7 separate regions of the Mus musculus genome follow, and regions 2, 3, 4, 5, 6 and 7 are each linked to region 1. A link is a contact called in public ChIA-PET, HiChIP or PLAC-seq and promoter capture Hi-C data. All regions are on one chromosome and are shown on one strand. The core of a region is the stretch at or near the end of the contact, and the rest is flanking DNA. Distances in the headings are between cores, read along the strand shown.

Evidence for each region. Promoter capture Hi-C pulls out the DNA fragments that hold promoters and counts their contacts. ChIA-PET counts read pairs in DNA pulled down with a chosen protein or histone mark. HiChIP or PLAC-seq counts read pairs in DNA pulled down with a chosen protein or histone mark.
Region 2: a contact with region 1 is called in an H3K4me3 HiChIP or PLAC-seq map of neural tube, with 4 times the contacts expected there. The contact joins the enhancer-like site here to the promoter of E2f7 in region 1. A contact is called at or near these places in 9 of 39 promoter capture datasets (the 3T3-L1 cell line, frontonasal cranial neural crest, hippocampal neurons and 4 more), 1 of 15 datasets of contacts at CTCF or cohesin (the NIH/3T3 cell line), 7 of 484 Hi-C or Micro-C datasets (the C2C12 cell line, brain, cortical neurons and 3 more) and 9 of 115 datasets of contacts at active chromatin or transcription factors (craniofacial prominence, embryonic basal ganglia, embryonic forebrain and 6 more).
Region 3: an H3K27ac HiChIP or PLAC-seq map of microglia shows a contact between it and region 1, with 6 times the contacts expected there. The contact joins the enhancer-like site here to the promoter of E2f7 in region 1. A contact is called at or near these places in 3 of 39 promoter capture datasets (hippocampal neurons and liver) and 6 of 115 datasets of contacts at active chromatin or transcription factors (astrocytes, embryonic basal ganglia, embryonic midbrain and 3 more).
Region 4: a contact with region 1 is called in an RNA polymerase II ChIA-PET map of memory CD8 T cells, with 16 read pairs. The contact joins the promoter of Phlda1 here to the promoter of E2f7 in region 1. A contact is called at or near these places in 1 of 39 promoter capture datasets (pre-B cells), 2 of 484 Hi-C or Micro-C datasets (CD4 T cells and natural killer cells), 2 of 115 datasets of contacts at active chromatin or transcription factors (memory CD8 T cells and pancreatic cancer cells) and 1 of 9 other capture datasets (liver).
Region 5: a promoter capture Hi-C map of pre-B cells shows a contact between it and region 1, with 3 times the contacts expected there. The contact joins the promoter of Nap1l1 here to the promoter of E2f7 in region 1. A contact is called at or near these places in 1 of 39 promoter capture datasets (pre-B cells), 5 of 484 Hi-C or Micro-C datasets (CD4 T cells, CD8 T cells, LSK cells and 2 more), 2 of 115 datasets of contacts at active chromatin or transcription factors (embryonic stem cells and thymic regulatory T cells) and 2 of 9 other capture datasets (adipose tissue and embryonic stem cells).
Region 6: a promoter capture Hi-C map of neural stem cells shows a contact between it and region 1. The contact joins the enhancer-like site here to the promoter of E2f7 in region 1. A contact is called at or near these places in 5 of 39 promoter capture datasets (hippocampal neurons, liver, maxillary cranial neural crest and 1 more), 1 of 15 datasets of contacts at CTCF or cohesin (the NIH/3T3 cell line), 3 of 484 Hi-C or Micro-C datasets (adipose-derived mesenchymal stem cells, cerebellar granule neurons and cerebral cortex) and 7 of 115 datasets of contacts at active chromatin or transcription factors (embryonic forebrain, embryonic hindbrain, embryonic stem cells and 3 more).
Region 7: a promoter capture Hi-C map of neural stem cells shows a contact between it and region 1. The contact joins the enhancer-like site here to the promoter of E2f7 in region 1. A contact is called at or near these places in 5 of 39 promoter capture datasets (cranial neural crest, hippocampal neurons, liver and 1 more), 1 of 15 datasets of contacts at CTCF or cohesin (the NIH/3T3 cell line) and 5 of 115 datasets of contacts at active chromatin or transcription factors (astrocytes, embryonic basal ganglia, embryonic forebrain and 2 more).

What each region holds. Positions count from the first base shown.
Region 1 is chr10:110,743,786-110,747,608 of GRCm38.p6, reverse strand. E2f7 (E2F transcription factor 7) reads right to left here and starts at 2,170. Exons shown (of 13, transcript NM_178609.5): 1 at 1,930-2,170; 2 at 1,185-1,277. The coding sequence starts at 1,277.
Region 2 is chr10:109,904,525-109,908,347 of GRCm38.p6, reverse strand. The region is part of intron 1 of Nav3 (neuron navigator 3); the gene reads left to right. Among named protein-coding and RNA genes, the nearest start is that of Nav3, 94 kb to the left of the region's middle. Within about 2 kb of position 2,092, at least 31 of the 459 cell types and tissues checked have an H3K27ac peak or open chromatin away from gene starts, as enhancers often do. A contact at or near this core is called in neural tube and second pharyngeal arch cranial neural crest, where this site is marked.
Region 3 is chr10:109,963,929-109,967,751 of GRCm38.p6, reverse strand. The region is part of intron 1 of Nav3 (neuron navigator 3); the gene reads left to right. Among named protein-coding and RNA genes, the nearest start is that of Nav3, 35 kb to the left of the region's middle. Within about 2 kb of position 2,046, at least 2 of the 459 cell types and tissues checked have an H3K27ac peak or open chromatin away from gene starts, as enhancers often do. A contact at or near this core is called in microglia, where this site is marked.
Region 4 is chr10:111,504,311-111,508,133 of GRCm38.p6, reverse strand. It overlaps Phlda1 (pleckstrin homology like domain, family A, member 1), which reads right to left and starts at 1,848. Exons shown (of 2, transcript NM_009344.3): 1 at 486-1,848; 2 at 1-74. The coding sequence starts at 1,729. The coding sequence ends at 512.
Region 5 is chr10:111,471,584-111,475,406 of GRCm38.p6, reverse strand. It overlaps Nap1l1 (nucleosome assembly protein 1-like 1), which reads right to left and starts at 2,180. Exons shown (of 16, transcript NM_015781.5): 1 at 2,056-2,180.
Region 6 is chr10:110,087,126-110,090,948 of GRCm38.p6, reverse strand. It overlaps a transcript of Nav3 not described here. Among named protein-coding and RNA genes, the nearest start is that of Nav3, 89 kb to the right of the region's middle. Within about 2 kb of position 2,163, at least 5 of the 459 cell types and tissues checked have an H3K27ac peak or open chromatin away from gene starts, as enhancers often do. A contact at or near this core is called in neural stem cells, where this site is marked.
Region 7 is chr10:110,190,284-110,194,106 of GRCm38.p6, reverse strand. It overlaps LOC115487471 (a long non-coding RNA gene), which reads left to right. Exons shown (of 2, transcript XR_003949035.1): 1 at 1-3,823. It also overlaps a transcript of Nav3 not described here. Among named protein-coding and RNA genes, the nearest start is that of Nav3, 190 kb to the right of the region's middle. Within about 2 kb of position 1,861, at least 48 of the 459 cell types and tissues checked have an H3K27ac peak or open chromatin away from gene starts, as enhancers often do. A contact at or near this core is called in forebrain and neural stem cells, where this site is marked.

The sequences.
Region 1 (3,823 bases), core at 921-3,420:
ATGGTTTGACCACTTTCCCAATCTCTTAGGTCATTTGAATTTCTCTGCACTTTCCCATGAGAAAACTCACCACTTACTGAGGCAAATTAGGGGAGGGGACCATCAAACCTCAGGGACAGTACTTGGTCAGTCACTGACCAGAACAAAAGTGGGGCACTGAGAGAGCAGACCGCTTTCTAGGCAGAACTATTCAAATTACAAAGGAAAACAGAAAAGTTTTATTTTGGAACTGCCAAAACCAAAACTTCTAAATACACACACACATATATATATATATATATATATATATATATATATATACACATACATATACATATACATATACATATATATATATAGTTGTAGTCTTAAGTAACTTTAAGAATACTCTTTAAAACAAAAACGTCTTGGTATACATGCCCCCCTCTAACAAACATAATAGCTGCCAAATATTGTATAAAGTCTTGTATAAAGGCAAGTCTTTTGTCACCAGGCAGGTTCACTGTTGATGCTAACCTAAAACTAACACTTGGACTCCAGAGAGGTTCAATGCCTAAGGAAGTTGCTACTAGAGATTTCCATTCCAGGTTTCTGAAACTGGTTTGTTACATCTGTTTGCTGTTGCTTAAACAACGCTCAGATTCACAGCTCTGTCTTCTCAAAAGGACATCTGTTCTGCACACCTGTGCTGATGCAGGCCAGGGTGGTTTAGACATTGCTGAGTGTGTGGCTCAGTATATCTGAAGCAGAAGGGCTGTCAACTATTCAGAGGAGCTGGTGAGGGTCAGTCACATTGACCCCTGTCTAGGAGGCAAGGCTGTAACTCTTGGGAGACATCTCTGTAGTTGGTCCATTAGGAGGAAGGTGGTGTTTCTCAGCATTCGGACATTAAATCCAGTATTTACAACAACAAAATCCTGTTCCAGGGAATTAACGCTTTCTAATTTCTTCCAACATTAATTCAACTGCCCTTGGGATCTCTAGGCATCACAAACTTCTGATCACTGCATCCAGAATGCACCTTTGGCTTCAGAAGCTGGTTCCAACACTAATGACTTAAGAGGAGCCGAAACAAAGGTCGCAATGGCCCCATTCTCTAAAAACTCCTCTATAACGGCCATCACAATTATGCTGTATACGAGACGAAAGCTAGGCATCACCATCCAAAACATGCTGGAGACTATAAAGTATTTATTTGTGCTTACCTTTTGTGCGTTCTCTGCATCTTCAATGGCAAAATCTAGTCTGGTCTGCCTGGGGCTGATCAAGTCTTTTAGTGTTAAACAATTCACCTCCATCTGGAACACACAACTATATCAGAAAATGATTTTACATTTATTTCCCCCTACAACAACAACGACAAAATGCCACTTGTGAACATCAACTTTCCCTTCCTACAGCATTCCTGGAATTTTCCAAGAATGAAGACACCCTCCATTCCTCATTAAAACTCACACGGACAAACACTTAAAATATACTTAGGAATCACTGGAAATCTGGGAAGACGAAAAAACTGAACAAAACTGCAATCCTTTATGAAAAGCAACAGGCAAAATAGTTACCAAGGAAGGAAGGTGTTAGGCAAATGCCAAGAAAGTTACAGGGTCTCCCAGGTCAGTTAATTTTGGCGCAAAGAACCGGGAGGAATTCAACTTTGAGTGGGTTTGATCTAGGGGGTAGACTGAAACCTGATCTAGAGACCAACCCATGCGGGAAGCGCTCAGCCCCTCCCTAGGCATCTAAGCACACCCCAAGTGAAACTCTTCCCAGGGGACCCCTAAATCGTGGGGGTAGGTGGTAGTGGGGACCAGCCTCCTTCACCTAGCGCTGCAGCCAGCACAACCCCAGGGGGCACTCGGACCCGGGGCCTGTGGGACGGCATCCAGGGCGGCGGGTAACCCGTCTCCGCATTCCCGCCTCCCCATCCGAGGGGGCCGCACGCTTCCTTACTGTCGCTGCGCGATGGAGGGTCTCTCCGGGGACGTCCGCAGCCGCACGCGTGAGCGGGCAGAGCGTGTAGATCTCAGCGGCCGGCTGGCGACATGGGCAGGGCAGGGCAAGGCTCGCAGATCCTCCGCTCCACCCGCGGTGTCCGCGTAGCGACAGCGTCTCCTACCCGCCTAAGCCAAGCTCCAGCCCTGGATCGCGGTCCCCGCTAAAACACCTCCTCTGGCGCCTTGAGACTGAATTTGAGCATTCACCAATGCGCGGCGGCCGGCGGGGCGGTGCCGACCAATGGCGCGGCGGCACGGCCCGAAGCCCCGCCCCTCGCTGTCTTGGCGCTCGGCGCCGCGCCTTTCCTCCCCTTCGCCCGCCCGCCGGATTGTTGTCGCCTCGCCCCCTCCCCCTTCCGGGTACCTGGAGGCGGTGACGCGGGAGCGTTTCCCGCGGGGACGCGGGCGCGGACGCGGGAAGCCGGGGCGGGGCGGCGCGGGCCGGCGCGCTCTCCGCGGGGCGCCCTTTTGTTGTGGGGGACCGACCCACGCCGGCCCCCAGCGCAGCAGATGGAGCCGGGGAAACGATCCGCACGCGCGGGATGCTGCGGACGCCGCCCTGCCCCCAGCAACCTGCGGGAGCCGAGTTGCCGGGACCTGCCAGGGCGGCTCCCTAGCACCCGGCGCCGCCAGGTGACACGTGAACCCTGGTTAGCACCTGGGCTGCGAGCAGATGGCACGCCCGTTAGCCCTGGGAACAACCCCGGCAGCCGCACCAAAGGGGGTTTTGCAAAAGGTTTCCTGGTGTTCCCTCTCCAGAGCATTAGAGATGGTCGAGAATGTGTTATTAGACAGTTTCTAGTAAGGACTAGCTTGGGGGATGGGGGAACAGTCAAGAATATCTCTGGAATATTACTGATTTCTATTAGACCTTTCACTTCCTTCGGATTCTTATTTAAAATATGAACCTAAGGAAAGACTGCTATTTTAGGCCCCTCTTGAGAAACTCTTGTTTAGAACCGTTTTGGATTTGCACAAAAAACTGAAAAGATACTTTAAAAGAGTTCACTCACATCTAGTACCCAGTTTCAGCCACTTATGTAAGTACAAAGCACTTGTTTAAGTCACTATTTATTCAGGTTTTCTTTTTACCAAATGCTTTTTTATTTCCTGTTGGAGGACATCGCTTTTGTTCATCTCTCCTAAGCTCCTGGTTCAGTTTCTTGGGTTGATCCCCAGATTTTCCCCGAGTACTGTTATTTTGTAGGGTGCCCTCAGCTGGGATTTATAACGGCCTCTTTAACACATGCCCACGAGTATTTCCCCACTTCAACGCAAAACTATCATTCTCATTACCCCGTCTTAGCCGTTCCGTGCAAAGGCCCCACCCTTCACCTCTCAGCTCTCAAAAATGTACAATGAGCCATCAGAAGAATTCAAAATATTTACTCAAGTCCTTCGGTTTTTACTCCAGTCTGCTGGTACATTCAGCCTGAAAATGGCTACCGGACTATACCTTAGAAAAGACCAGAACGCATGTAAAACAATCCGCATGAACAAATAAACAATAGTAGCTTAAAAAAAAAGTATGTCTATGGCAAATAACAATTTGAAGACTATAGGGATAGCTCAGCCAATAAAGTGCTTGAAGGATCAGAGTTGGACCTCTGGTGCCCATGCTGGTGTGGAGGTGCCTGTGCTTGCAGCACCAGCAGGCACAGACCGATCCCTGGGGCTTGCGGACTAGCCTGTTTAATAAGCTCCAGATAAAGGAAAGACCCCCGTGTCAAAAACCAGAGGTATGGGGTTGGAGAGATGGCTTAATCAGTAAAGTGCTTGCTCAACAAGCAGGAGGACGGAGTTGGGATTCCCAGCACCCATTTTCAAAGCTGGGGGTGAGGTAGTCTGTA
Region 2 (3,823 bases), core at 843-3,342, 840 kb after region 1:
TTAACATATAATAAGTATATTAAGTGAAAGTACATGCCTGAGTTCATTCAATCTTCATAGTGATTTTATTCAGGGATAATAGTCATTTCTTCTTTAAGAATGAGAATCCCTGCTCCCTGGCCCTGGTATTCCCCTGAAAAGTAAATGAAGAAAATATCTAATTTAAAAAAAAAGAGAGAGAGAGAAAGAGGGGTTCAGAAATTTAACCAAAGCAAAGAAAAAAAATGAGAATCCCTGGTATTGAGAAAATAAATATTTAATCAGTGGACATCACATGGATTGGAAGTGGCAGAATTTAAACTTAGTGCTATAGAATGTCACCCAAATAGTACATGTTTTATAATAGGTCCTAAAATTCATTTTCATACATTATACCTTTGATTTTATCATTTTAATTACTATCAATGAATATATATACGCATAAACACACAATAATATATAAATATATAATTAGAACTTCATATATATGTATGTATGTGTGTATATATATATATATATATACACACACACACACATATATATATATACACACACACACATATATACACACACATATACTCTTTTTGGTTTGGAATAAATTTAGTCTTATTATATCTTCTTTATTTTCTAAAGTATAATTCATAGAGATTTATATAACATTTGTTAATCAAAATACTTGAAGAATATTGGCTTTGGAAGTAGGAATTCTCTATATTTGACTCATTGGCCTGAAGCTTGATGATTGAAATATTCAGTGAGTTCATACAGAAGTTGCCAAATATTTTAATTTGTGTTCATTTTATATTATTCACATTTACACCAACTTCTTCCCTCAAAACCTACAATTAATTCATAGACCAATCCTGGAAAACGTAACACACTTTGTAACTCAATCATAGCTGGCGCTATGAAGTTGAATACAATGACGCCCTTGTGTGCTGATGAACCAGAGGAAAGTTTTCAGGCCAAGCCCAGTGTCAGGACACAATTTGTCTTCCCTTTGCATCAGCTCAAATAACAGAACTGAACGAAAGTTGACAGCTTTGTTTGCATTCTCCTTCATCAGAGCATAACATAGAGTGCACTGGTGAGCTTGTGAGTTCTTACCACATCTTCTATTCATGCCCACTGTCTCCTTGAAGACATGCCCCATTTCTCACTGCTTTCTTCCACTCATGCAGTTTTGATTTGAGAATTTTAAGGAAAAAAATATGGGTGTGCTGGCATATGCCTGCAATCCCAGAGCTTGAGAAACGGAGGCAGGAGGATGGCTGCATTTTCAAAGCTATCCTGGTTAGCGAAATAAATTTGACCTTAGCCTGAGATATATAATGGGATCTTATATTACAAAGCAAATAAATAAATAAATAAATAAATAATCTATGTAAATGTGTTTTATTTATTACAACAGGTAATTATATTTTGCATCTTAATTGTTTTATGTCTTGCCAGCTGTATTATAGCATTTCTTTGGGATATAGTATTTCACCCTCTCTTGTGATTTTTCTTGTAGTCTATCATTTCTTTTACTTATAGGAAATATACACATTCATGAAAAATAATGCCTTACCAAAAGTTTGTGCGTGTGATTTTTTAGGCAGAAATGTGGTTTCATTTTATTGGGTTAGCAACTGATTTTGCTGACTATGATAAAAACCAGGCCTATGGTCTAAGCAAACTTTTAGGCAACGGCCTCAAGTTTGCAATCCATCCCCTTGAGAAAAGACTGGAGCAAGCCAGCAGGGTCTGCCCATTTGTTTGCTCTGAGGCTTTCTACCCAGTGCTAAAAGCCAGCGCGGTAGCTTCTGTTTGTTTGCCTAAGATCCCTGAAAGATGTGCGCCCACATTAAGGCTCTTTCGATACGAACCAGGAGAATACAATCAAAATGCAGTATTGCTACTTATCTACTTCATTCAGTTTGCTATCTACTATGAGGATGTTTCCCTGTAATCTGCTGTCCTCCTAAAATAAAACCCATGCATTGTGGACGGTGACACAGGCGACCTCTCCTAGAGTCACCGAGGAGAACGTGACCACTCTGATTCAGTAGTGTCTCTTAGTCGAGGAAGCAGAGAAACCAGAAATCCCAGCTAATTAGAAGATAAGAATCTGGCAGATGGAGGGAGCCAGAAGGAAGCTGTGCAGTTTCTCAGCCTCTGCCCCAGTTACTCCAATTGCTTCATCCCTGTGAAGCAATTAACCTTAACAAGTATTTCTTCTTATGCTAGCAGAGCAAAACACAACAGTGCTGATCGTGGTCTCAGGGACATCTTCAGGAGTGACTATAGATCTTGTTCTTTACGGAGGGACCAGTTGTTAGTCTTGTGTCTTGGTACAATTCTCAATGCAAGGATTACTGTTCACCCGTGTTTATAAGTTAGGAAGCTTAGGTGACATTCCTAAGTTTGCAGTGGTCGTAAACTCCTCTGGGCCTCTGACCAGATTTGTCTAACTCCAGAAACCCAGTCTCCTCCTCTCTGTGGGTCCTTTAAAGTCAGGTGATGGTCCTGTGGCCCCTGCCTGTGGAGGGACTGGTACAATTCAAGTCTAACTCAGACTCTGCTAGCAAGGTGAACTTGGAACTCTGTAACACAAGTAAAGTACAGATAAAAGAAGGGAACTTAATGCTTTAAATTTATGTCTTTACAAAAAGGAAAAGGAAAATTTCCAGTCCTATAAATAAAATAAATCCTTAAGATTCACTGTATAAATGAGTATTAGGGAATCACCAAATAAGATCATTTAGAAATTGTTTATGTTGTGATCTAGAGGGAGCCATGAATCATTTTCTTATATGCAAACGTTGGCAAAATAAAGATTATAGATACGGAAATTTAAGTGGCACTTTACCAACATAGTCTCTTTTATGTGCCAATATACCTTCAGGTTTTCACATGGTGAGAAAAATAGTATCACTAGATATGCCTTAGAGATTCCTTGATATCTTCTGAAAAATCTATCTTCTATGTTTTAATATTTGGAACTTTTCTACCCAGTAATACTCTGAAAAATTGATCAGTCTGTCTTAGATGTTTAGCTATATAAAGTATTATCATACTAATTTTCAAAGATATCTGTGTGCATGTATATGTGTGTGTGTGCTCACACACATGCATCATTTAAAATAATTAACATAATAAGAAATATTAATTATCCTATATGGGAGGGACTATACATTTGTACAACATTATCAAGCATGTACATTACCTATATAACCATGTACATGTGTGTGTGTATATGTGTGTGTGTGTGTGTGTGTGTGTGTGTGTGTTTGTGTATGTGTGTGTACCAGAGCCTTATCTGTTTCCTGAAGTGGCCAGAAGAGGGCATCAGGTCACTCAGAACTGCAGTTATAGACAGTTGTGAGCTGCCATGTTGGTGCTGAGAAGGTAATCTGGGTCTATGCAAGAGTAGTAGTAAATGCTCTTGACGCTGGGGTGGTCTCTCCAGCACAGAAGTATTTTAAATAGTATATTTGCACTGTCTTGGCATTTAGTGCTCATGACTCTGAGATAAAATTCAGAGCTCTTCAGCTTAAGCTGGGCTAATTTTAGGCACCGTACATTGGCCACAGTTTCTCCTTAGATTCAACATTTCTAGGCTGCTTCTCTAGTTTCATTTCAATTTTAATATTATGTCCTACTTCCATCTACCTTGTGACAAAGTTACAAATGAACCACCCATGATACCTTAACATCTTTAAGCCGATTTCTGACTTTTATGGTTACTAGACTGAAGGATTTTTAAAAATAGTAACATTTCTTTTTGTGTGTGCGATATTCTTGAAATTTCAGCTTTTCTTTATATCGTGACCAGTTCCTAGAGTCACCCTCTTCTGTAAGT
Region 3 (3,823 bases), core at 797-3,296, 780 kb after region 1:
GGAAGCCCCCCTCCAAAGGAAGGAAGTGAGGCCTAATGACTACAACTCATCTTTGAAGAGGGTTGACTTAATTCTGCAACGACTGTATACAATTCCTTACCGTTTAAGCCAACTTCTTAAGTGTTGAGAGAACTATTATTTTGACTTCATGTTGGAATAACAACATACAGTTCTTAACAAATAGCAAATACTCTTTTAGGCCAAATTTTTTTAATGTTTAATGACTTTAAGTAAGATTGTTTTGAAGTGATAGATATATTCTAAATTTGCCACTGATATGATATACTTCTATCCATTTCTTGTTGGAAAAATCATCTTCATACATTTTAATATCTTTAGGTTATACATTTTAAATATTGGATGCCCCATTCCAGTTAAGGCCTTTCCTCCCTTTCTACCTTCCTTCCTTTTGTATATCTATTCTTTCCTTCCTCCCTTTCTCTCCCTTCTTTATATATATATATACACACACACACACACACACACATACACACGCGCACACACACACACACACACATATATATACATATATATATATATATATATTTCTAATTGCTAGTACTTGTTCAAAGTCTTTTTAAGAGTTTTTGATTTCTCATCTTACTGTTAACTTTTGTTCAGTTTCAGATTTTGATTCAAAGTTGACTTTATCAGGGCCACCTTCCATGGCCAGCCTTTGCCTCCCAGATTTCTACAGATTTCCTTTGCTTTGTGTCCTCTGGCAGTAACATGTGCTTTTAATTCAGGGAAATTATCATGATTTTTAAATACTTTTTAGCACAATTTTATGTTGAGTATATTTCTTTCTCATTAGCCCATACATTTCAGGGGGTAAAAGCAAGCTTGTAATATTTTTTTCCTAAGAATTTATTTCTGATATCTAGTATACGTTAGGCATGTAGTACCTATGTAACAAATAGTTAAATATATCATATATGTATTATGTCAGTCTTCTATTTTGCATTATTTGCATATTTGCATGTAATTGGCATGATAAATGAACTTTGTTGTTACCTATCTCAAATTTTATGTCTTCAATTAAGTGAATAGTTAAGTGTCACTAAAATGCACAAAATCTGGATATAGCTTCATTTTACAAGTGTCCAGTGTCTGTAGACAATAAATAACTAATTTTAAATTTGTACTATTTTCCTAAGTCGTGAATAAGAATAAGTTATATACTTTAAAGTTCAGAATGAATTCAAAGGTTATAATTATTATTGGATGCTCTACTGGTTCAAGTTATACAAGACTGTGTTTCGAGTACTGATCTTTAAAATGGAATTTATTATACCTATCTTATTGATATATATTTATAATGAATGAGTGAATGAATAATGCACATAAAGACATGTGTAATAGGAAAAAGGTTGTTTCATTTTTCTTCTTTTATGGATTTTGTTACTTTGCTTGAAGTTAATAACCATGATGAAAAATGCATAAGGTGAGTCACCTGAGGATGCAAAATAAATCTATATTCCATTATAAGAAAATGCATTTGTTTAAACTTACAAATACAAGCCAATTGGCAACAGGAAAATTATTTGTGGTAACCTCGGCCCCTGTCAGTATTTTGTAGCTGATGTCTACGTGGAAAATTGGACATCTTTGCTGTAGGTACTTCCTCTTATCTATAAAAGAATTTACAGGCACAGAAGGCTAGCAAGCAAAAACTTTATTTAGAAGAGGAAGCAGTTAAGAGAATAACATACAGACACTGGGAAGCAGCAGGCAGTAAAGACCTCACTGCAGGGACTTGGGTCTTGTTTCTTATAGGCCCAGAGATGTTAAGAGGATTGTGTTTAGTAGGGATTATCAACATAGTTTGACCTTGATGACTTTATATAATTACATTATGTGACAAATTATACAATTATACCTTAGGGACATGCATATTTTAATTTAATGCTGAAAAATGAGTGTGGTAGAGTCAATTATCCTTTAAGTTTGCACTTGTCCATGGACCACTGTCTGTGGGAGAGCCAGTAGTGTACATGCACTCCACAGCCGCACTGTGAGGATTGCCCCTATCTCTCTCCTTTCCAGTTAGGTTAGAAGGCTGGATTCTGGGCTGTGTAAAATAAGGAAAGGACACCATGAGGAGAGAGTTGGGCCCTGACCCTGCTTGCTGACTTTCTGTCTATCAACCCTTCTCAAGTAAAGAGCAAAGTGCTGGAGAATAAACCAAGTCTTAGATTAACTAGTTCATTCATTCATTTCGGTGTTAGAGATTGATTCACAACTAGATCTTGGGATCTTTTTTAAAAAAATAGATGTAACTAAGTGTATTTATATTTGAAAATATTTGAGAGAACACCTCTTTATATTCCAGCTTGCAAGCGGCTGTAAGTATGTAAGATCTGTTTTGGATAGTCTGAACCTGATGTCCACAGTATCTTCATCCTTCCTTTCCTATTCCTCCAGCTGAAGGCTTTCACCTGCTTGTCAGGTCCTTTCACTAAGACCTCCTGATCTTATCTAATTACACTGTTTTTACAAAACCATGCCACCCCTCTTCATCCTGTTTTATTTTTCTTAATGACACTTACAGATGTGTTACAAGTATCATTTAATTTCCAAATTAGATCCGTGATGCCTTAAAACCCAAGAATTATTTTCATTCCTCTTCTTTTCCTGCTGCAGTTTCAGTTCTGAGAATATTACGTTGCAGGAGAGATCATCCTCTGAGGCAGTTACATTGCATAGAAGACCATCCTCTGTGTTTCTGAATGTAGCTTTAGGATGAGCAAGAGACCATCTCCCAAGATCGTTACATTGTATAGGAGACCATCCTCTCTGTATGAATGTAGCATTAGGATGAGCAAGAGACCATCTTCCAAGATCGTTACATTGTATAGGAGACCATCCTCTCTGTATGAATGTAGCATTAGGATGAGCAAGAGACCATCTTCCAAGATTGTTACATTGCATAGGAGACCATCCTCTCTGCATGAATGTAGCATAAGGATGAGCAAATTCCACTCTAGGTCATCTAAATGAATAAGCCAGAGTGATGCATGGATTGTGGGATGTGTGTGTGTGCGCGCGTGCGCACATGCGTGCATGTGCATACATGTGTATGAGTGTGTGTGCCCATATGTGCAAACACACATGCTTTACTTTGGTCTTTTACTTCAAAGAAATAAACAACTTGAAGGAGTGCTTATGATTCTATAATAACAAATATAATAGTAGCTTAGGATTTGGGATAATTTTATGCATTTCAGATTTGTCTACCTATAGATTTTTAAATGTGTAATTTTCATAGGTACATATTTAGAGATACATGATGTACTATGAACAGATATATTTCTGTCTTCTTTTAGTGAGTAGCATTTAAAACTAGGATGACTGTGGAGCAAGGGACATCGGAAGGATGCTTAATACTTCAGTTTATTCCATAATATTCTTTATTTATGACTGCCGAGCACATTAACAAAGTGAGAAATCCTAAAATGTGACTTACCAAATAATCATGGATCATGCAACAAAGAATACTGACTAAGCAGTGAGAAAATCTGGATGAAATGTAGAGTTGAATAAGCAATATATCACTATTGGCTAACGATAACGAGTCCAGTATACAAACAACAGAGAATAACAGGGGAAAGTAAGTGTTGATCAATTGGGCTCTTTTTTTGTATACTAGGTTTATTTTTTTCAATTTTCTGTAAACTTAGGACTTCTCAAAACATAAATTTGCTTTAAAACTTAATGTAAAGGTCTATGGGGATACAGAGCAGGGCATGTTAATTACATATGCAAGGTTTTATTTCTATACAACTTCATGAGAAACCAGGAAAATGTTTACAGGAAGAATTGA
Region 4 (3,823 bases), core at 599-3,098, 760 kb before region 1:
GGAGACTCTGTTGGTTTTGATCCAAGTGAACTGAATAGCAATGCACTCTTCCCACTTTCCGAAGTCCTCAAAACCTGGAAAGAAAGGACACGGAATGAAATGAGTGACTCAGGAGTCAAGACCCTGTTCCCTCCCGGCCAGTACAAAGGACCGAGTGCCCAGAAGGACACCAAGGTCTTTACGTTGGTGCGGAGGCACACAATAAAGCAGCCCAAAGGAGGATGGCACTGAACAAGAGTGATCACCACGGTGGTGGGTAGGTGGTCCCCGTGCCCTGCTCCCTGGCGGAATTCCTCCGGCTCTTCTCTCCCCGCCCTGCCTCTACAAGCTCCGGCTTGCCCATCTTCTTTCCACCTCTCCAGAAACTTGAAACGATTTTTTTTTTTAAACTTTGCTTCGGGAGCGAAATCGGTCAACAAGCTTCCTACTCTTCCCAACAGCCATGCTGGCACGTTTCTAGGTGTCCCAGGTTGCCAGGACCTTACCTTGAGTGGCCCGGGTGCCGCCCTCTTCAGGCAGAGTTGGAGGTGCTGCGGAGAAGCCGGTGACCCTGCGGCTGCGAGTGAAGAGGCTGGTGCGCGTGCTGGAGTTGGTACGGGTGAGGGTGAGGGTGAGGGTGCGGGTGCGGGTGCGGGTGTGGGTGCTGGTGCGGGTGAGAGTAAGGATGAGGATGCGGATGCGGGTAGGAGTGGAGCTGTTGGGGTTGGGGTTGGGGCTGAGGTTGGGGCTGAGGTTGGGGCTGGGGTTGGGGTTGAGGCTGGATCTGCGGCTGGGGCTGGGGTTGGATCTGCGGCTGGGGCTGGGGTTGGATCTGCTGCGTCTGCGGAGGCTGCTGCTGGACCAGGTGCTGCTGCTTCTGCCTGGTAGACTTGACCGCCAGTATGGCCTGGCGATTTTTGTACTGCACCATCTGCAACGTGATCTCGGCGTTCCAGCCCTGGTCCTGGGGGCACCGAAAGTCGATCTCTTTGCCCTCCGTCATCACCACAGTGAAGTACATGTACTTGCCCTTGCGCTCCACGCAGTCTACAGTCTTCATATTGGAAAAGTGCAATTCCTTCAGCTTGACTGGTGGCTCAAGGCTGGCGACGGTGGGGCCACTAGGTTGGGACGGTTCGGCCGTCCCCTGCCCGGGCTGTTGCTGCTGCTGCTGCTGTTGTAGCTGCTTGGGCGGTATGAGCAGTAGCCCTTCCTCGGTGAGGATGCAGCACTTTTTCTTCCAGAGCTGCAGCAGCCCGTCGCTTCGCTTTTCCAGCACTCCTTCCTTCAGCGCCTTGCAGCCGCTGTTCTCCAGCATCCTTCCGGCATAAGGGGTGCTGCTGCTCCGCTCGGCCTTCAGGCTTCCAGACGCTCCGGCTGGGGGTAGCAGTAGCAGCCCTGCGCCGTCCTCGCCCCAGCGGCTTCCGCGGCCGCCCGCCCGGAGCGCGCAGAGAAGGCTGACTCGCAGGAGACAGAGCGGTGGCGGCGGCGGCGGTGGCTCGGGGTCCCGGCAGAGGGACAGGCGCGTCCTGACTCGCCACAAGATCCCGGAGCCGTGAGCGGGCTGCTCTCTGCCGTCCTCCGGCGAGCGCTCACTGAAGGGCACTGGCCGGGGCCCCTCGCGGCGCTTTTCAATGGGCCACCCTCCCCACCCCCGAGTGACACCCAGCGGAAAAGGCGGCTCCTGGCGCCCGCGCCGCGGGGGAAAACCCAGCTCCGAGAGGCGCTCGGCAGCCGGCGTACGCCTCATTAACTTGGGGCCTTCCCAGAGCCCGCCGCGGACACGCCCCCCGCCGCCGGCTCCGCCCCAGCCCCGCCGCCGGCTCCGCCCCCGCCCCGCCCCACCGCCCACGGCCGCCCGCGCCGCCTGGAAGCAGGTTCTGGAAACTCCTGGAGGCTCCACGCGGTCGCTGAGGTCGCCGCGGCTGCCGGGCGGCGACTGCCGACGCCCAGAGGGCGCCGAAAAACCATCCCCCCACGGACCGGCCCTTCCTTAGCAGGTGGGCTCTCCGCTGCGGGGGTGGGTAGCAGATCCAGGCAGGCCTGGGGAGCCACCCCTGGGGTCAACGCGGAGCCGACTCCAGACAAGGGCATAAAACTTAGGGGACGAAGTTCCATAGCGGGCATTACCCCCCCCCCCCCCATAGCTATGTAAACATCTCAGGGAACAAAACCCAAGAGTGCTTCGAGCTTTTTTGTTGTTGGTGTTGTTCAGCCATTAAATAAATAGTTGTTCCTGGGGGCAATTAGCTAAGGCAAAACAATAAAGCTACCAGTTTGTAGTGACAGGGAAATAAGGGTGGACTCACTCCAGGTATACATTCTTGACTTCCTTTCCTGCCACAGAACACAGGCAAAATAGCCAGACTCACCAAGCGGTTTTTGTTTTTGTGAGTGTATGTTTTGCTTGTGTGTGTGTAGTACGTATTGTATGAGAACGCAGGTCAGAAATCAGCAGATCCCTAGAACAGGTTCTGGGAATTGAACCTCTGCGAGGAGTGCCATCTCTCTAGGCCCTCGGGTTTCCTTCTAGATCAGACCTTGCAGTCCACAGCAGTAGCAGGGTAGGCAGATGTCCAGCATTGGGAGGTCATACACACAAGCCTTGGCGAATGTCCTACAAACACCTGTGGGAATCTGACTCTGGAAAGTCCTAGTCTCCGTCTTGCCTTTAAACCTTTCCTGATAAGGTAGACTATAAAGCACAGATCTAGTCTCCAGTTTGGGAAAATAACCTCTAAGCCTCCTCTCACCATAAGGAGATAGGACAAAACAGGCTGTTGGTCAGACAAGGGCTGCTGCCACACCGCCAGGAAGAATCAGGAATCCAATCGAAGAGAATGTCGAGGATGAACTATTCAAAGTCTTTCGTGTGTCGTGCTATGAAACTCGAACTTAATCTGAGAGCTAACAGAAATGTCTTCTCGAAAACAGAGTTCTTGGACCTTCACCCAAGGTTCTGATCAAATGGACCAGTTCAAAAAAAACAATTCTGAGTCTTACATTTGGACTCATTTTACAGCCTTTCGTTTTTGTTCCCCATTCCCCCCCCCCCCCAAAAAAACAAATGTAAAGATTTCTAATGTGATCATGCATAAGCATTATCTTTGTGTATACCAAGAATAGACTTGTAATTCTGATTACTAACCACCTTAATTTCTTTCCCCCACCTCTGTAGAACAGGTCAGCACTCCAGAGTTCCTATACTACCAGCTGTCTTTTTTCAGCAGAACAGCATTCTCTTGTTATCTGGAAAGTGCATTTATAGTATCCAGAGTCCCTAAAGCCAGGTAGAGGTTTGTAGCCAACACAGAGAGGCATAGTTGAGAAAGGTATCCCATTTGGAAAAGCACTGAACTGTGAACTGTAGCCCAGTTTACCAGGCACTATTTTTCCTAAAACAGTTGCAAATGCCCAGTCATCATAGATTTCCAACGTGTTCACTTCATTCTGACTAAAGACTTTAAAATTCCCTGATTCCCTCTGGCTGTTTCACAATTAGTATTTCTGTGGTAAGCTATGTGTACATTGACCACAATAAGTTCCATTATTGGAAATTTAAGTTTCAGAATTTTGTAGCCTGAAACTCTGCTCTGTTTATTTCAACTGCCACCTCACTTAACTGGCTAGAGAGACTTTTTCCTAAAGAAAACAAACAAACAAACAAAATCCTCAAAAGATAAATCGTCAGAAAATGCAGGAAACATTAAAAATGTTTTCCTTTACATAATTAATGGTTCATTCAACTTGTTTTTAAGGTGTTCTGTTTTCCACCTTCCTGGCATAGCCAAGTACTTATTGCCAAAGAGTGAAGCAGATTCCCCAAGCTAGATACTCAGTAGCT
Region 5 (3,823 bases), core at 931-3,430, 730 kb before region 1:
TGACCTTAAGGTTTTCCAACTTTCTTCCCAGTCCTCTCAGCTTAGCACTTCATACCCAGGCAAATCAATCACTTATGTGCTCATGGTATGAGATACAGGTCAGAATTTCTCTAGGCATCTTTAATCCTTTGAAAACTGAACAAAATAATGTATTTTGACATTATCAGATCTTATTTAGCCCCTTTCTTTTATTGGCCTATGTCACCTAAAGCCAATACAAGCAAGCAAATAAGGAAATTAACTATAGAATTTTAGACACACTGGCTCTGCCAAGAGTGTTGTTTTTAATCTCGTGAAAGGGCAAGTCAGGTGCCACAATCAGTATTAAATTGTCAATTATAGGGCCAAAGACCAAAAACAAAAGAACAGGTATTTTTGCAACAGATAAACCTGACAAAACTTTTCTTGATATGTTTTAACTTCTATTTAATAATCTAAATGCTGACATCAGAAGAACATCTATTAAGTCAAGATTTGATGACAGATGTCTAAGTCCCCACTACTGCTAGATTAAATCCCTCCAATCCAGACTTAAAGTAGTTGTACAGTTTAAATCTGGGATAGACACTTCAACCATAAACAAGTCTGAAGATAAGAATTCCAAGACCACTGAAACCTCCCATTTACTGGTAGTTTTAAAATTAAAGGTGCACGCCTTTAATCCCAGCACTTGGGAGGCAGAGGCAGGTGGGTTTCTGAGTTCCAGGCCAGTTTGGTGTACAGAATGAGTTCTAGGACAGCCAGGGCTACACAGAAAAACCCTGTCTGGAAACCACCACCCCCACCCCATCCCGCCCCCCCCAAAAAAATCAAAAAACAAAAAAATGTAAATTTTAGGCACTCCTCTAATCCAAAGTATTCTTTGGATATTAAGTTTGGGAAGGTGTTTTGATGGCGTCTATTTTCAAAAGTGGTAAACTTTATGTTGGCTCTCCTGAAATTAGAGGTGTTGGGAAAGTCTTTAAAACGTTTCTCATTTTGGAATTTAGAGACAGGAGACAGTCTGAAGTAGTTAGCCCTGGAAGATAGCCTGTATGCCTGGTGCATCCTTTTAGTCTGGGAAGCCCTGCCCTCTGGACAGGACCTGTCTCCGCCCTCCCTCCGATGCCACTCCTGAGATCTTTACAGAAATGTGGCGCACTGAGCTTGGTCAGTATATTATTAATGCCTTGTTCCACCCCATGGTCCTTCCACTTCATCCCTAGTGAGAATTCTGGGGGGAGGGAGGGGGTGCTGCCTGAAGGGAAGAACCACGCTGTTGGTCTATTAAACTCGAACCCCACTCCCCACCCCCAACAAGCCAGCCCTTCTTAGTTTTCGTCTCAGAACCATCTGGAGGTTTAAGGAGACTAGGATTAAGTCTCTCCACACAAATATACCCCGGCCACGTTACCCATCGAAGTTCTAACTGTACCTGTGAGACACAAAACAAGATCTTTTGTTAAAAAAAAAAAAAAAAAAAAATAGCTAGGCTGAACGCTTTGCACGTGTTAACCCCTTATAACCCTGGCGGTGGAGGCTGCTCGCCCCTCCATCCTCCCATCCGCTAGCACAGTTCCCTCCAGGAAGACCCAGGGAGCCGGTGAGACCGTGGCGGGACTGGTACTCGTGGCGACCCCTCCTCCTCCTCCAACTCCGACGGAGGTGTCGGGTGGGCCCCGGCAGGGGTCTCCGGCCGCCCGCGGCGCGGTCCCCACGTGCCCCGGCTCCTGCGCGCCGAGGCCGCGCGGCCTGCACAGCCCCTCCCTGCGGGCGGAACTCGCGCGGCCACCGTTCCTTCCATGTCCCCCATCCCCGCGGCCCGCCTCGCCGGGGTTGCCCTCGCGGTGGGCTCCACCGAGGCAGAGGCGGCCGGGCGACCCAGGGCGCCCCGCGGCGTGGCCTCCTCCTCCTCCTCCGCTCTCCCGCGGCCTCGCCGTCCCGCGCGCCCCGCAGCCGCCGGCGCTCCCCGGGGTCCCTCAGGCCGCATGGCCGCTCCGGAGCGCTCACCCCGCGGCCTCAGCCCGACACCTCGCAGGCCCCCGCCACCCGGCCCTCCCGGCCCCCAGCCGTTACCGTTCCAGGAGGCTCGGACGCGGAGCCGGGCGGCGGGAGCTGCGCAGGCAGTGACTCAGGGCGGCGGCAGCGGCGGCGGCGGGAGGAGCAGGAGGCGGCGCCGCGAGCAGATGGCGCTAAAAAAGACCCGAGAGCCCGCCGCTCGCGCTCATATACAATTAGCGTCAGCACGTAGGGCTGCTCCGACGCCCTCCCCCTGGCCTCGGCGTTGCGTAGCAACGGGAGCGGGAGGCGGGCCTGGGCCTTGTTGCCTGGTTACAGAGCCGTCCTTCTTCCCCGGCACCTTAGGCTTCCCGCCTGTGGCGGTCTTGTGCTCGCCATCTCTTCTCCCTTCTACGCTGCGATGGAAATCCCAATCCCACAGCGACGACCCATAGGTCCCGCTCCTGGTTCTCCTTGCCCGCCTGGGTTAGGGACACAGCCTAGTGGCAGGCTTGCAGTATCCTGGCTAGGATTCCCATCCGCATCCAGACCTAATCCCAGCACGCCTCTCCCCTCTCCCCACCCCCTTCTCCTCTGAAACCATTTTCCCACTCTAGCTGAGAACTAACAACTCTTTTCTTGTGACCACCGCGGCAGCGTCTTCGGCTGGTTTTGCTTCTAACTCGGGGCGCCTCTACGCCTTTTAGGGTGTTCCACATCACGTTTACCTGATACACAACCCTTCATCTCTGCTTTAGTTCATTTGATGGAAGTAAAGAGCGTATTTTTGCGTATTACTGCTTTATAATGAAAATAATCAGCATACCAATTTTTCATCTTCCTGAAAAAGTAAATCAACCCTTAAGCTCATGAAATCTTGCAGCTATTTTTCAGTTGACTACAAATCACCTGTTCTGTTAACTATGTTTGGTGCTTTGGGGTTTTGTTTTTTAGGTAGGGCCACAGTGAGGCCCTGCAGGTATCAGATTTTAAATCTTTCAGAGAGTGGCTATGTGCCACAATTTGAGATCGTCAAATCAAACAGCTGTGCTCCAAGTGTGGTCTTTATGGTGGGAGGTTAATCTGTCTATAATACTAAGGCACTGTCTACATTTTACATTCCCATCCTCCCACAAGCCTTCACTGGAGTCTTCCAGACACTACAAGTCGTGAGATAGGGCAACATTGGAAATACAAACAGACAGACAGGAGAATCTGGTTATCTGTTGTGAAATCAGGCATGGAAGAACTTGGCAAAAAGTAGTATGTGCATACAAAAGGCTATGTGCTAGTATTTTAGTGAAAGAATAACTACTCTTTGAGTCCTTTGGATGTAGCTCATTTGGTAAGAGTGCCTGCCTAAGATGCATGAAGGCCCCAGGTTCAAACCACAGCATCACATAGCCCACACATGGCTTCATTTCTGGAGTTGCACCCCTGCAGAGATAGAGGCACAGGGATAAGGAATTTAGGGTCATAGAGAGTTCCAGGTCAGCGCGGAATATTTAAGGCCCTGTAGCAGAAAAAAAAAAAAAATCACTGTTAATTTCCAACAAGATAACTATCAGTATCTGGAATGCACACAAAGGTCTCTGGGGGAAAGTGGAGTGTGGTGTCACACACCAGTTAAGCCAGAACTCTGGAGATAAAGACAGGAGGATTTTCAACTCTACTGCAGCCTGGCTACGTAGTGAGACCCTATCTTAAAGCTAAGCAAAGCTTTTGGACTTGTCAAAGGTTTTTTGGGGGCTTGCTTATTGGTTTGTTTGTTTTTAAAGGAAAGATCCTGGGACATCTATTAGTTTCCCTGAAACTTTAAAATGTCTGTAATTAGCATTAGTCAAGT
Region 6 (3,823 bases), core at 914-3,413, 660 kb after region 1:
TTCTCCTGCCTCACCTAAGCGCTGGAATTACAGGCATGTACCATCACACCCAGCTAGAAGTTTGAGATTACTTTTTGATCAGAAGACTTCTGAGACTCTCTCGAATCTCTCCCATTGGTGTATCTTCCTTAGGCATAAGGGTGTAAATCCTTATCTACAAGGATTGGCCTGTTTGAGGCACTGCCATTTTTGTTGATGTTTTTGTTTGTTTGTTTGTTTGCAAGCTTCCTATAGCTGTCTATTACTTCTCTGTTGTCAAAGGCCCAGTGTGTATCCTGTCATTGAACTGTAGGGGATAAGGCAGTACTGATGCTATCGGCCCTTTTTCCCGAGTCCAGAATACTGGCTGCAAACCCCATGCTTCTCCCTTTCCCTGTCCCTGAATGGAGCTGGGAGTTTTCTCCTAGTTATTCTGTCAAGTCGGGAGAGAAACCCCAGCTAAGACTTTCCTCCCTGCTACACTTAAGCTAGTTTCAGCTTCACTATGGTAGAGAAGCCTCATAAATGAATTCCGGATTTCTCACAAAGGGAATTGTTCCTTGATATTGTTGAATCAGTGCTATTGAAGGGGGGCACAGAGGCTCAGAGTTTCTACCTCAGCATGTTGACATTAATCTATTTTCTTTCCCTCTTCTTCAGCTGCTAACAGAGATGTTTTACACATCAGTTCTTAATTTGAAAAGCTTGGTGATACGCTATGATGTGAATCTCTTCTAAGATACTCTCTCTCTCTCTCTCTCTCTCTCACACTCTCTCTCTCTCTCTCTCTCTCTGTGTGTGTGTGTGTGTATGTGTGAAAAAGGGAGTATGTGTATTCACCTGGGTGTTGTATACCTGTGTATAATGTGTGCAGACATGGCTCTGGGGGTGGGTGTGCCCTTGTGTTGTATGCAGAGCCTAGAGGAGGACCACGGGTGTCCTGCACTAGCCATCATTCCTTAATCCTTTGAGACAGGGCCTGTCACTACATCCACAGCTAGGTTGATCAGCAAGTTTCATCAGTCTACCTGTTGGTGCTAACTGCAGTGTTGGGTTAAGGATGCACACTCACACCGGGTATCTTCCATGGATGCTGGGATCTGAATTCAGGCCCACATGCTTGTGCCTTAGCTTTGACTCTCAGAACTACCTGCTGCATAAGCTCGTAGATTGACTTTTTCTTGGTTTGTGTTGGTGTTGGTTTGGGTAATATGAGAAGCAAACGGCATTACATGGGAGGAGCAGTATCCAAATCCAGACTGAGAGTCCTACTGTATGCTGTTGGGGCTCAGGCATCTAATTGCTCCGATGCTGCCCTTGTGTTTGTAGATGTAGATGATGGCAAGCTGTTCATCGGGACCCTTGTAGGTTTACTGTGAGGAGGGAAAGTCTAAATTCAGAGCAGTGATTACATGTAATGGCTGCTAAATATGTCCTGAAAATATGGATGTTGGTTTTTTGCAAACTAATTTCCTGCAAAGTAATGTTGCTTAATTTTTCTATCCTTTCTTTCCTCTGTTTAACAGAGTAATGAAACTTGAGTTTAATATTTAAATTTTTGCTGTATGCTCTATACTTTAACTCATATAAACTTTCCTTTCTGATATGCTGAAATCTTAAAATTCAATTATTTGTGTAGATATTTTGCATTTACATTTATACCAGATATTTCTAAGGGATAAAACATCACAGAACAATCACAGATGAAGAGAATCATCTTTAGTTATGTCTTTCTTTTCTAAACCACTGTTTCCGTTTATCCTGCATGTTAAAACAATGAAGCTATTAGTCCAAACTCTGAGACTTTTAAAATGCCGTAAAGTCCTCACCCATTCTCAGAGATGTGGGGATTGACACTGCAGATTTCCTGGAGAAATTCAAAGCTATGCAAGACTGTTCCCAAACTTGTGAGAGGTGATACACATGTGTATCTTCTTAAAAGCCCCTCGCTTATGGATTGAGGAAAGTCCCTTTGTGGACTCTTCTCATCCCAGAGAAAGAGCTCTAACCAGGCCTGGAAAACATTGGCTGTTTGGGCTTTTCTTTTGTAAGAAACAGGAGGCCAATATACCTCCAGGAATGATGACATCATGCACCTCCAGGAATTATGACGTCATGCTCTCAGCCATCACCAGGCTTGTGCTTTGTGTGTTGAAAGGCTGGCATCCTGTCTCAGTTTTCTGCTGCACAAATGTTTTCATTGAAGAAGGGCAACAATGAAGCTCCCGGACAACTCTTCAACATGATGCTCATTCTTGTTTATTCTTTTGTTTGATTGTAGGAGTGCGTTTCTACAGACAAGGGAAAACATGAAAACGAATTCAGCTGCATTTGGGCTGCACTGTGTACTGTGATGTGACTAACATATGTTGTTTAAGAGGAATTTTAATTACCCTTTGTTCAGGAAAACAAAAAAAGAATGGAGTGTTCTTGTAATAAATGTACTTGTAATTTCCAAGAAAAGTGTAGACTTATGTTGAGTGTTAAAGCATCAGGTAGAAGAATGCTGATAATTCTGTGCAAACATTATGCCAATAATTATGTTCAGCTGTAACTTTTTATTGGCTTTTTTCTATTTATATATTTACTTATTTATTTATTCATTTATCGACTTAACAACCTGGTCACAGCCTCCTCCCTCTCCTCCCAGCCCCACCCTTACAAATCCCTCTTAGCCATACTTCTCAACAAAGGGGAAGCCACATTGGGTCTCACCCTTCACTGGGACATCAAATCACAGGAGGAATAAGAGTATTTTCCTTCACTGAGGCCCAACCAGGCAGACCAGGTAGGGGAAGGGGATCCACTGGGAGGCAAATGAGTCAGAGGCAGCTCCCACCCCAGTTGTTAGGGGGTCCAAATTAAGACCAAGCTGTACATCTGTTACAAATATGAAGCGGGGTCTAGGTCCAGGCTCTACATGGTCTTTGGTTGGTGGTTTGGTCTCTGTGAGCTCCCACAGGCCCTGGTTAGTAGGGCTCTGTAGGGCTCTTGTGGTGTCCCTGACTCTTCCTGCTCTCTCAGTTCTCTTCCCTACACTTCCACAAGACTCTGGAGCTCAGCCTAGTGTTTGGCTGTGGTTTCCATCAGCTGCTGGATGAAGCCTCTCAGGAGACAGTGATGCTAGGCTCCCTGGGACATCAAGTCACTGCAGAATGAGGCACATCCTCTTCCACTGACAGCTATAACTTTTAATATAAAGCTAACTGTAAAACATTTTTTAAAAGAAGGAAGTATTCTGATTACACATACATTGTGGTATTTTGGGAAAAATAATTCTGCTAAAGTCTGAAGGAAATTTTGTTTAATAATGTTATTATATGGGTCATTGACTGTATAGATTGTTTTGAAGAAAGTCCAGGCTGTTCTTTTCGTTTGTTTATATAGGGAAATAGTTTCAATTAAAGGAATAATCTGAAGTGAACTTGGATTAGGCCAAATATTTATAGCGTGGCATTGCTGATAGAAATTTCCTTCTGTGCCTTGAAAATGTGTTTGGAGATAATAATTTTCTAGCCAAAATCTTATTCATTAAAGTTAGCTCTCTGGATTTGAAAATAATTGTGTTATTGTCTTTACGCTTTGCCATTCATCCTTGGCACACAGCTTCAGTAAGATAAGGTATAGGTAAATGTGTACAGACTTTCTGATCAACCCTGCTTCCAATACTTCCTACTTTATGATGAACTCTTTAAAATACACCCAGTTTCTCCACCTAGGGAAGGAGCAACAGCATTCCCTACTCTTCAACAAATAATTGGTCGACTGCCCATTCTATGCAAGACACAGGGCAGAGTGGTAAGATCCAGATGTGTGAGTGATGTTGTTACTGCTGGCTTCTGGG
Region 7 (3,823 bases), core at 612-3,111, 550 kb after region 1:
TCATTAATAGTCTCCTAACCAAAAAAAGCCCAGGACCAGATGGGTTTACTGCAGAGTTCTATCAGACCTTCAAAGAAGATCTAATCCCAGGTCTTCACAAACTATTCCACAAAATGAAGCAGAAGGTACTCTAATGTGTTGTTCTTAAGAGGAAAAAAAACTGATTTATTCAATAACCTGTTTTGGTCATCTACCTTGAATGTATTGATATATATCACTCTGATGGGTGATTGGATGAATCTTAACTGTGGTTCCTTTTAGATGATTAGACTTTTACTCACTAGGAAATGTTAGAGTTGAGAAAATCTTGTGATGTTTCTCATTTAATTTTTTTTTTCTGTGAAAACTCTGAGGTTGAGGATATTTCTGGAACATGCATAAAATAGCCAATAGTGTTATTTCTGCACAGATGGAAGAAATTGGTGGTAAAAGACTAATGGATTTCTTGTATGTGTAGACTCAGGCAATAAACTCCTTGATCAGGAATCAAATGTGTAACAGTATTATTATCAGTCTTATCCAAGAGTGTCATTTGTGTTTAAAATTATTCTAGATTTGCTTGTATGAAAATAATTGCACCCATAAGACAATCATGTATAAATACAAAGATATAACCACACATGCATTAAATGCAGATATAGATTTATGTGTTTCTGTAAGTTTATCTACATAAAATTTTATACCTTTACATTTAAATGGCATAATTACTATGGAATATATAGAAGTCAATCAGAGTTTTTGTAGAATTAAATGGTAGGAGCTCCTGAGATGGTTAGTTATCTATAAGACATGATCCTCTTCTGTTGAAGCAAGGCATCTGAACTAGAGATCAATAATAGGTTGTTTTATTGTTGCTAGAAACTAGAAATTTTAGGCCACTTGATAGGCAGAGTCTGTGGGTGTCTGGCACAGTCTCTGGCTTCAAAGTCTGCTTTGGATCCTGCCTAACTCATTCGGCTTCCCTCCTGGGGCTTCTTGATCACAAAATTGAAGGCCAGCTGCTGCTTGTCATTAGGAAACCCAGTGAGTGTCAACATGGCGCTGGGGGCTGTCATCTCTGGCTCAGGGGTCACCAAGGGAGGCCTGCACTCCCGCTGCTCGGGGCTTGGCATGGGTTGTCTCCAATCATAAATAGGCTCAGAGAAGATGTTTTCAATGTGTGTCTCTATTTTTAAACAATGTTTCAAACAAGAGAATGGCCACCCTTAGGTTTCTTCCAAGTACTTTTAGTGTGAATTGAAGGACTCTCTTTGTATCCCCCCTGTATCCCCCCCTAAAGCTTTAATGAAGTAGCTCTCTGCCCTCTGCTTTTGCACTCCAGTGTGTGTTCACTCAATCCTTTTTTTTTTCATGTAGCAAAGCCTCAAGAAATGCTTTATTTTCTAGCACCACTTAATGAAGACAATCATATTATGCCCTGTAGCTTAACAGTTGTGACTAGTCGTTTGGTGTGATGTCTTGGTCGCTGCTCCTACATATGGTGCTCTTGTTCACATATGCTAAATTGCTAAACTCTCCGAAATTCGGCTGGATGTTTTGGCTGAATAATTTCTCCTGGCAGTCAGATTGCTCAGGTTGTCTGTATACCGGGCATACTGAATTTGGTCTCCGTATATCAAACCATTTCATACAGTGTAATATTTTTGTTCAGCAAAGTCTTTTAAATGAAAAGAAAAATACTGACATTTGAACAGAAAGGCCACCAGCCTTAGGAAATGCCAGAGGAATTCTACAAACATCCTTTTTTCAGTGGCCTAGACAATTGGGATCTAATTCTTCTTGGGCAGCAGATGGAGGGAGTGAAAGCTGAGCTTCTAAATGGCATGAGTCTCTAGTTAAAGGGCTTGGTGCTGTGCCATGCAAACAGCCCTGCTTTTTTTCCAGCCCGCACTAAGAATGGAAGCCAGCTTTCAGGGAAGGCTGACTGCCTCTCAGAATAGTGTGAATCACCCTTGGGCATTCTAGAAGCCATCAGATTTTAATAAGAGATCTATTGAAAAGGAATGCTATTGAAATATCAAAACCTTCACATATATTAGCTCTATGATGTGTCAATGTTTGTTTATGTTTGGCTGTGCCTCAGTGTTTAGTCCCTTGGAATTCAATAATATGAAAGTGATGACGTGTTACTTTGACACATTTATCTTCCTCTTTCTTCCCTGACATTCCATTCCCTTTCTTTCACCCAGCATAAAAACATGTGCTTTCTTTGGGATTAGTTTTTGGGAGGAGAAAGTCAACCAGGAAGGAAGAACATTAAGTGGTAAAACTTGGTAATCTGCCAAATGTTTTTCTCAGTATTTTATCTCACCATTAATGTCACACAAATTCTTAGAGCTTAGAGATATGTTGACTCGTCTTGTGTCATGTGAATTCTAGGTTCTAACTTTTCAGCAAATTTTACATAATTTGTATCTATTGTCATTTTCAAAAGTTTTGTGCAATATTAATGATAAAATATAGTGTAAGGCTGATGCATTTTATACTCAAATCCTTATGCTTGCTTGAACAATAATAAGGGATAGCAGTCAATGTTATGCCTTTTGTTAGAGAAATTGGGGACGGTAGCCCACATATTACACTTATATGAAGCTTATCAATTCTTATCATCCATGAGAAAGGTGGAAGTAGAGATGAAGGAAATAGGGTTTTTACTGCATTAAACATATTGTGACAGATACAAGAGCCCATGCTCTATCATCATCTATTTTCATGAAGAAAGAAAGAAAAATGGGATGCATCTTAGGTTTCTTTCTATCTTTTAAGTACATGTGCCTAAGTACTATAATTGGCCATCGCTGACTTGTCAGAAATCCTTGTGTACCATAATGGTCTGCCAGCAGCAAGAGTGGACAGAAGCACCACTCAGTAATTGATTCTGTTTGCTGAACATCTGGTGGAACAGCCTGCATGTTTAGTTGGAAGAAATGTTCCCCAACCGGAATAAGTTTGCTGCTGGGGTTTAGAGCACTGTCGTAACACCTCGGGGTGCTCTGAGCATAAAACACATAGCAACTGGCAATTGAGTCAATAAAATCAAATGGGGATGAGATGAGACCTTGTCACACAGGGACTGTGGTGACAGCTCCCCTACACCAAGATCTCCTAGCTAGATTTTACAATGGAAAACAGACGATATCTACTCTATAATTGTTTTACTCTATGCTGCTTATAGTTAGCTATTCTTTTTTTTTTCTTAAATGGAGATTAGCTTTAATAAATGCCAGGAAATAAAACTCCATTATGAGAAGAAAGGAATTCATTACCAGAATACAATACTTGCAAAGTGTTTCTATAGTACAAGTTTGTAGTGATTGGAATGTGGTGTTGACTGTGGAAAACATTCTCATTTGGCTGTGTTTTTGTCTAACGGGTCTGGCATGTGCTGGGGTATTGTTTGGTGGCTTGATTGTTTTGCTCATAAATGTGTGATTTTAACAATAATGAAAGTTCAAAATGTGCTTTTTGTCTCACCCAACAGCTGGTGATCAGGATTCTAAAATGTTTCTGTTTTTATTCTGTTATTTACTTCTAAGGATCTCATGGTATGGTCTATTTTATTGTAGGACATTATCAGAAAAGTTTTCTAAGGAAGTAAGGAGGTTGAAATAAGCCTGAGTGCATTGCCAAGATCATTGGCATAACCCTGTTTGCCTAAAACTGCAGCAATGAATCCTATTAAGATGATTTTCCTAATAGACTGAGATTTCCTGGTGATAAGAACATACAGTTAGTAAAAACATCACTCTACTGCATACCTGGGCAAAGGCCCAAGGCTATGGAGGTCATAGACAATAGCAGTGAACCCTCTACTCCTGTATTG